2 separate regions of the Gossypium hirsutum genome follow, and region 2 is linked to region 1. Evidence: chromatin contacts called from public Hi-C data. All regions are on one chromosome and are shown on one strand. The core of a region is the stretch at or near the end of the contact, and the rest is flanking DNA. Distances in the headings are between cores, read along the strand shown. Region 1 has its middle 12 kb from the start of LOC107949957. Region 2 has its middle 3.6 kb from the start of LOC107944695.

Region 1 (3,940 bases), core at 385-2,884:
TACTTTCTTTAAAAAAGATATTGTTTTAATTACATTTCTTCTATAAAGAATAATAATGCTAATGGAGGGTCACTTACACTTAAACTTTTGCATTAAATTTATTTAATTTGAATTTTTAACTTTTTTTAATATTAAATATACAATTTTTTTATTTAACAGAGAGAATTATTAATATTTCCAAAAAATTAAAATTAGAATTATACAATTTATTCAAAGGAGTTAAAGATTTATGATTACACTTTATCTCTACTCGAATAAGTACATTTTAGAACTTTTGTTAAACTCTAGCATGGATAAAAGAAAAACTTTTAATATGTTATACATAACATCGATAATGGCAATAAAAATGATCGCAAAGCAATAAGAAAGAAAAACAATAACACACATATTTTACATTAAAAATCTTTATCAGAAAAAATTACGGGTAGAGGAGGAGAAATTCACTAATGTTGAAAAATCAATAATACAAGAGGAGTTCGACTACTCTTATTTTAAGGGTTAAACAATCCTGTTATAATCAATGTCTAATAGAAGAAGTATAGTCCTATATAGATTCAATTTGTGCGATCCTCGATCCTTCGCCCCCCACAGATTTCCCTATTTTGCCTCTTTATTTTATTTCTTTTAACAAGTGACGAGATTCGGATCACACAACTCTAACAATATAAATTCAAAAGAATTAGTATATTATAAATATGATAAATGGGTGCTTTTTGTGTGAAATTTTCAATTGAGCCACATGAGGGGGCAAAAGATGAATTGGCAATGAATTATTAGATATGATAATGAACAAGAATTCTATGAAACATTGATTACTGAAATTAACATTTGCTCCATGTTATAGTTCCTTATTGTGGTGGTGCACATGTGGGTCTTTAAATTCCCCACTCATTACACTAATCTAAAACAAAACCTTCATTATATAACATACCTTTCTTTGTAAAGGATGAAATTATTCCTACATTTTCTAGTCTTGGGAGACTATGATAGCAATTCTTCATCCTCTAACATAAATGGATCATTCATAGGCGTACTTTTATAACATTTTGAATAAAATCAATTGGGTCCTATTTAAGTGTAACAAAAAAAAATTAATTTTATGTTTTAGTTAATTGATTATTTTTTCTCTCCAATTATTTTGATCTGTGCTAATTATTTATTGAATCATGTGCGTGTTAAATCTACTTTCATGATCAACAATTTGTATTACTATGATAATATTGATTTGTCTTGAAAAAAATTAAAGTTGAGATATAAATTGAATAGATTTAGGTTAACATTAGTGGCGATAACTAATAAATTATTTGTGGGTAAGATAAGAATATGTTTGATGCACTAATCAACTGATTAAATTTGTTTTTAATGAATTAACTCAACTTACCTAACATAGCTATTGCGAACAGGGAATAACTTAGCTAGATATTGAAAAAATCTAGTTAATATATTTGTATCCTAAGTAACTTAATTAGACATTATGTTAAAAAATAAATATGATTAAAATTTATAATAAAATTATTAAAAAAAAGTCGTATAAATTAAAAAACAAAATATGAACCCTTTATATAAAATTGAGGCATTTATGGGGCGAAGCCCGTCGCTGGGGGCCGCCCTAGAAGTAGCAGTAGATAAAATAAAGGTAACCCATTGAAATGGATCTTTGAAAGATTTTGGGTTGTCTTCTTGGTCGTCTGATGGATCACTTTCATTTCCACCATCATTCATTTCACCGACAGTGGAGTGGCTCTTAAGTTTTCATGTCACATTCCAACTGTTTTTGCTTACAAATATGGTTTATATTAACACCTCATTATTTGGGTCGGGTCGATTTAAAATTTTAGATTCGTTTTTTAAGTTCACTTTAGTTAAAAAATAGGTCTAAAATTTTATTCAAATTTAGTTCAGATTAAAAATGTTAAATTTGAGTCTGATCCATCCATATTATTTTATTTTAGATTACTTTTTGTATGAAATCAATTTTTAAAAATATAGTATATCAAATATACTAAAAATATTAAAATAAATAATTCTCAAAAAATTGAAAATACATTGAGAAAAGTCTTTATACTTAAATAACACTAAAATAATTGCAACTTAGCAAGCAAATGCCTTTAAAATAGTAGCAAAATTAACAATAAAATAAGAGTTATACAATATCTAAACAATAACAACAAAATAGTAGTAATATAATAGCGAAAGGGTAGCAAAACAGCACCGAAACAACAACAAAAAATAGTAGCGAAACAATTGATTCGGGCCGGGTCGAGCTCAGGCCAAAAAATCCTATCTAGTGCCCGACCCATTTAAAATACAGGCTTTATTTTTTTATTCAAGTCCATTTTTTCAGGTTTATATTTTTGTCCAAACCCTTCCATTTTTTGAGTGGACGGGTGGCCCAACCCATTAGATCTATTCATATCCAATGCCCAATTAAATTGACGGAAGGATTTTAATGGTACAATATTAAGGGTATTTTACTAAAAAAGACCCATTTCCAACATTATTTACGGAAATGGGCTGCTTAAAACATTATTTACTGAAATGGGCCAAAAAAACTCAAAACGCCCTACGTGGAAGTATTTTAAGGGGAAATTAAAAAAAAATGCCTCCTCGAGGGAGCGGTTTTGCCATGTCAGCAAAAACACGCTGACGTGGAAGCACTTTAGATCGTGTTTTCTAGGGTTTTTGGGTTATTTGCATGTTAGTGATTAGGGTTTATGGGTAGGGTTTTAGCGTTTGGTTAGTGTTAGGGTTTTTGAAAAAATAAATTAAGGTTTTATGGTTTAGGGTTAGTGTTTTTGAAAAAAATTAGAGTTTAGAATTTTTAAAAAATAAATTTGGGTTTAGGGTTTTTTAATAGGTAAGTGATGCATTTTGAAAAAATTATTTTGACGAGATGATTTTTTTTGTACAGTCAGTAAATGTACAGAAAAAGCTTCTAGCTGGACGCTTTTTTTGTATAGTTGATTCTGAAAAAATAATTTTGAAAAGATAGTTCTGAAAAAATATCCCGGGATTCACGGGAAATCTGATAGTTGGGTTTAAAAACGCTTCAAGTAGGATGCACTGTCAGCAAAAGTACTAAAAAAAGCTCTAAGCTGGACGCTTTTTTTGTACAGTTGATTCTGAAAAAATAATTTTGAGAAGATGGTTCTGAAAAAATAGGTTGAAAAACGCTTCAAGCAAGATGCATTATCAGTAAAAGTACTAAAAAAAGCTCCCAGCTAGACCTTTTTTTTTGTACAGTTGTTTCTGAAAAAATAAATTTGAGAAGATGGTTTTGAAAAAATAGATTGAAAAACGCTTCAAGCAGGATGCACTGTCAGAAAAAGTACTGAAAAAAGCTTCCAGCTGGATGCTCTTTTCAGTAGTGTTGGTGACAGTGCATCCTACTACCTCTTACGCTATAAATGAGCCAAATTTCATTCTCTTGTTGCATAAGTTACAGCAAGAGAAGTTGAAGAAGTTCAGAAGAATAAAAATTGAAGAAGTTCAGAAGAATAGAAATTGAAGATGTTGATAAGATATAAGTTGATTTATCGTATTAATATTTATACAAATCATTATATTTTTGCATAATTTTTTTTTTAAATTTCTTTCGACAGATAATTTGGTTGAAAATGAATGAACATATTAGTGTTGTTATTTACTATAACGGTGAGGTCCGTGACACCGATAACGACGTTGTTTTTTTATCAGAGAACAGAACGTGATTGGTTTTTAACCAGAACATAGATTTGACAGAACTTTGTAAAAGAATTAGGTGCAAAATCTTCAGAACGACGCCAATGAGAGTTTCATCTATAAAGTATCAATTTTGTGCTTCAGCTGATCCCATGACATATGACTCATTTGATATCAAAGGTGCTCGTAGCTTGGAGACGATAGTGCAGACTCATCTCGCTAGTGGATCACCCATCTTGAGTTATATGTGGAATTTTCA
Region 2 (4,282 bases), core at 416-2,915, 55 kb after region 1:
CATGCTTGGTCAAATGATGAGGATTTTCGAGAATTTGAGAATATACCCGACATGCCAGTCTCTTCAAGCCAGTTTGACAGAGGTGAATCGAGTTCTTCTAACAGAGAAAGTGACCTTGAAATCACGATGTTAAGGGAAACCATTGCAACTAGTTTAATGAATCCATATTTGTAAAAACATTTTGTATCATAACCTAATTTCTAGTTTTAATGAAACTTGTTATGTCTTTTGTATAAATTTTTTTATTAAAAATCATCCGTTTAGATACTTCAAAATTTTATCCAAGTATAATGTTACTATTTCTGAAAATAATATTTATCATTGTTATAAAAAAATATTTAACTATAAAAAATTAAAAATAATTATCATTTTATCTAATAAATAATTTAAATTAATTATATAATTCATTAAAATATTGGAAGATACATTTTAATATTTTATTAAATGAATTTATAAATTCACAAATTTTAATAATTTTAAAAAAGTAAAACAATTTAAAAAACTTATATTATATATCAATTCTAATATGATGTTCTTAATAGTCATTTCTTATTCTCACCTCACCGCTACAGTTGCGTTTGAATCCAAACACACACTCCACCATTGTTTCTAATCTTACCGCTACAGTATCCAATCTCACCGCTACAGTAACTAATCTCACCGCCACCGCTGTTTTTAACCTCACCGGAGGTAAACACCCCGCCCATCCAAACTAGCCCTAAGGCTCTCTCCTGATCATGGAGTCCGACCAGTGTCCACCACCCCGGCCGTCGCCGTGCACGGTGGCCAGCAAGAGTAAAAAGGGTCCCTTTTTTAGATCCTAACTCCCTGAATCTGGATCTGGTCTCAAAACAACCAAAAAAATAAAGGAAAAGGGGGAATTCACGTTCTCAACGATCGATTTTGGCACCGGTGAAGGAGCCTCCGACGACAAAGACGCCGATTGACTCCGGTAGGTTCTTCTCCCCTTTTCTTTTTTTTTCTTTTTCTTTTTGCTTTATTTTTTTTGTGTAAAGATACGAAAATAAAATAGAAAAACAGGATAATAATGAAACAAAAATTAAAATGGCGATATGAGTAAACCTTCTGATTTTTTTATTGATATTTTCCTTTTTTATTCGACTATCTCCCCCCTTTTACAATCTGTTCAAAAATGGCTTTATAGACGAAAATACAAGGCCCTATCTTTTTCTGTTTTTGCTTTACAACTTGTTTCTTTTTTTGTCTGCTTTGTTGTGTGTTGTCTTTTCATTTTGCAGGGCGGTCGGAGCAGGTGGGCAGAGGTGCGGCGCTAGTCAGAGGCGACGGTGGCAGGGCAAGGGTCTGAAGACCCTAGGTGCGGCGCACCTAGGGCTAGGGTTTCCAGACCTTTTTTGCTTTGGGCCATTTGGGCCATGTTGGATTTGGTTGGGTTAGGGGTATTGGGCTAGGTCATTGGGTTTCTAGTTGTAATGGGTAGATATTTTAGGTTTGGGTTTGGGGTTTTACTTGGGCTGATTTGTTTAGGTTTGGGTTGGTGATTTTGGGTTAAAATTGGGTTAAAATTTTGTAAATAGACTGTTAATAATTTGGTTTATTTTCTAGTACGGGCTAAATTGGGCTTGTACAGTGCTATTTTTTAATGCTTATTTGCAGGAATGGAGGGAGGCCAATGTGTTGTTTGATCAGGTGCAGCTAAGGCAGACTACTGGGCACTGTGCTCCAAGACTCGCGTGGTGAGTTAGTTCCCTGTTGCACAGGACATCTGGGTGCAATTTTGAATCCCGTGCTGGTGGTTAGGGAAGCACTACCATGGCTTCGTTCTTTGCCCGTTGCTACGGTCATCATCGAGTCAATTGTTTCCGTTTGGTACAAGCTTTAACAGGTCATTATGCTTGCCGCTCTGATTGGGGAATTTTATTACCTGACTGTCTTAAGTTTAGGGTGCAGTTTAGTATGTTACCCTTTCAATGGGTTCGAAGGCTTGCTAATCGGGTAACGCACACTTTGGCTTGTGCTGCTTTGACTAGAGCAAACTTCTTTCAGTGGGATGGTTTTCCACTGGCAATATGTTCGTGTTTTCTTTCTAATCTTGCTCGTTGTAAAGGGATTCATCCCCTGAGATATCGGCTAAGCTTTCCCTTAATTTCTAGATGGTGACGAAGGGAGGACCGGACTATCTTTCAACAATGGTACAGATTTAAGCTTTCAACAAAGACATCATAATTTATGCCAAATCTGATTAGATTAGTTTTGGGTCGGGATTGAATCAATTTGGTTTTAAAATTTTTAGATAATTTTTTATTCAATTTATTTTGAATTTAGGTTAATTTCAAATTCAACTAATTTTGTATTTGAGATTGAAAGCAGACAAAAGGCTTTGAGATGAAATTATAATTGTAAGTTAATACAATAGTAAAATTGCATTTCAATCTTTTAAAGATTTACAATTAAATTCGGGCTCCCAAGAAAAATTTTATGGCTTCACTCCTGTTTGAAACTCAAAATTTTCAATTGAATCATTTAAGGTTTGGGTTATTTTGAGTTCTAGTAGTCTGTCCTTGTTCAGATCATTTCAAGTTCTTTATTATGGTCATTTCGAATAGATCAATCTGAATTTACGTCAATCCAAGTTCAAAGCTAGATAAATCAATTCATTAACTTTTATAATCAAATTCAAATTAATCAAGTCAAATTTTCGAGTTAATGCAAGCCAGGGCATAATCCGCTCAACGGATTAGCAGTACATAGCATTACAAAAAAAATCTCTTAATCTCATAGAATCATCTCGGAATCTAGTTGACCCCAACAATTTTCCATGACTTTCCAGGCTTCCAAACAGGGCCAGTGGCCTGTTTCATTGACCCCATAATATATATAAATGATTAAAGGAAGTGGTCCCTTAATTATTATTGCCTTGTAGCTAAGTCCAAACTGCAGACCAAATCAAGAAATAGCTGCAGATATCACATTGGCCTTGTCTTTGTTTGCCTTCTAAACAGTCTGCTTGCTGCTAATGTTCCTTTTTAATGCCAAGTAGTAGATTAGACTTGATTGTCGGTAGACTTGTCAAATAGAAAATGTTAGCATCCTTCACTATTGATGGATCCTACATTCATGTATCTGTAAGATTGATGGCATGTCCACAAATATCAATTATCAATCTTTTTAATATTTATTTAAATTTATTATCATATGCCCATACATAATTCACTAATAGTCGATAAATTCAAAAAACATTTACATTTATGGTAAATTGTACCATTATTCATTAAATTTATTAAATTATGAGTAAATTTTCGTTTTAGTTACTAAAGAGTTATAGTTTGGTCACTAATATTTTTGGAAATAGTTTTTTTTGTCACTCGACTGTTAAGTGACACTTTTTTAGTTAATATAATAACAATTTTATTTATCATTTTCTATATTTTTTTGTCAATTTGAACCTGACTGTATATAAAATGATAAAAATTGAAATTCTTTTTAAAAATTAAAAAATTTTAAAATTTAAATAAAAGTAGATAAAAATTTCAAAAACAAAAAAAATGAGAGAATAAGGGAAAATTGTTTTTAAACCCTCTAAATTTTCTCCTTGTATTTATCTGTATAGAGATATCCAATATCCATTATTTAAGAAAACATAGAAAAAAAAAACATTAAGCAAAATTACTGGTTCTTTGTTTTTACCTATTCTATTTCTTGGTATAGCTTTTTTCCTTATAAGAAAGGAGAGAATTCAAAATATAATTTATTTTTACAATTTGGATTTTGAAACATTTAAATGAATTGAAAATTTGCATTCAATCTGAAAAAAAAATTATGGTATATTTTGTACTTCTTTTGTCAAAATCATTTTCACAAGCTTTTGTAATACTAGTTTGGTTTTGAGAAACATCAAGGAAGCATGTAATATTTTTGAGATTTTATTTTTCTCTAAATTCTATTTTTAAATAATTTTGAGTTTTTATTTTATAATTTTCATATAGAATCGAAAATCAAATTGACAGGAAATATAAAAATTGAGGACTAAAATTATTATTATACCAACTAAAAAAGTGTCACTTAACAATCGGATGACAAAAAATCGAAAACATTTGTAATCAAATTGTAACATTTTTAGTTAAGTGACCAAAACGAAAACTTACCCATAGTTTAGGGACTAATGGTGTTGTTTACCCTTATATTTAATACAATATCGATGCATTAAATATAAACCCTAAAATGAAAATTGGCATGTGTTTCTCTCATCGAGTTGAGGCGAGTGGATTTTCAAGCGAAATGTAGGCATTATGGTCTAATGTTG

The links. Hi-C and Micro-C count contacts between places; a contact is called where the count stands out from the background.
Region 2: a contact with region 1 is called in a Hi-C map of leaf, with 2.0 times the contacts expected there. The contact joins two enhancer-like sites. A contact is called at or near these places in 5 of 34 Hi-C or Micro-C datasets (callus and leaf).

The regions. Positions count from the first base shown.
Region 1 is chrD03:45,939,632-45,943,571 of Gossypium_hirsutum_v2.1, forward strand. No RefSeq gene overlaps it. Among protein-coding and RNA genes, the nearest start is that of LOC107949957, 12 kb to the right of the region's middle. Within about 2 kb of position 1,635, at least 1 of the 9 cell types and tissues checked has an H3K27ac peak or open chromatin away from gene starts, as enhancers often do. A contact at or near this core is called in leaf, where this site is marked.
Region 2 is chrD03:45,994,681-45,998,962 of Gossypium_hirsutum_v2.1, forward strand. No RefSeq gene overlaps it. Among protein-coding and RNA genes, the nearest start is that of LOC107944695, 3.6 kb to the left of the region's middle. Within about 2 kb of position 1,666, at least 7 of the 9 cell types and tissues checked have an H3K27ac peak or open chromatin away from gene starts, as enhancers often do. A contact at or near this core is called in leaf, where this site is marked.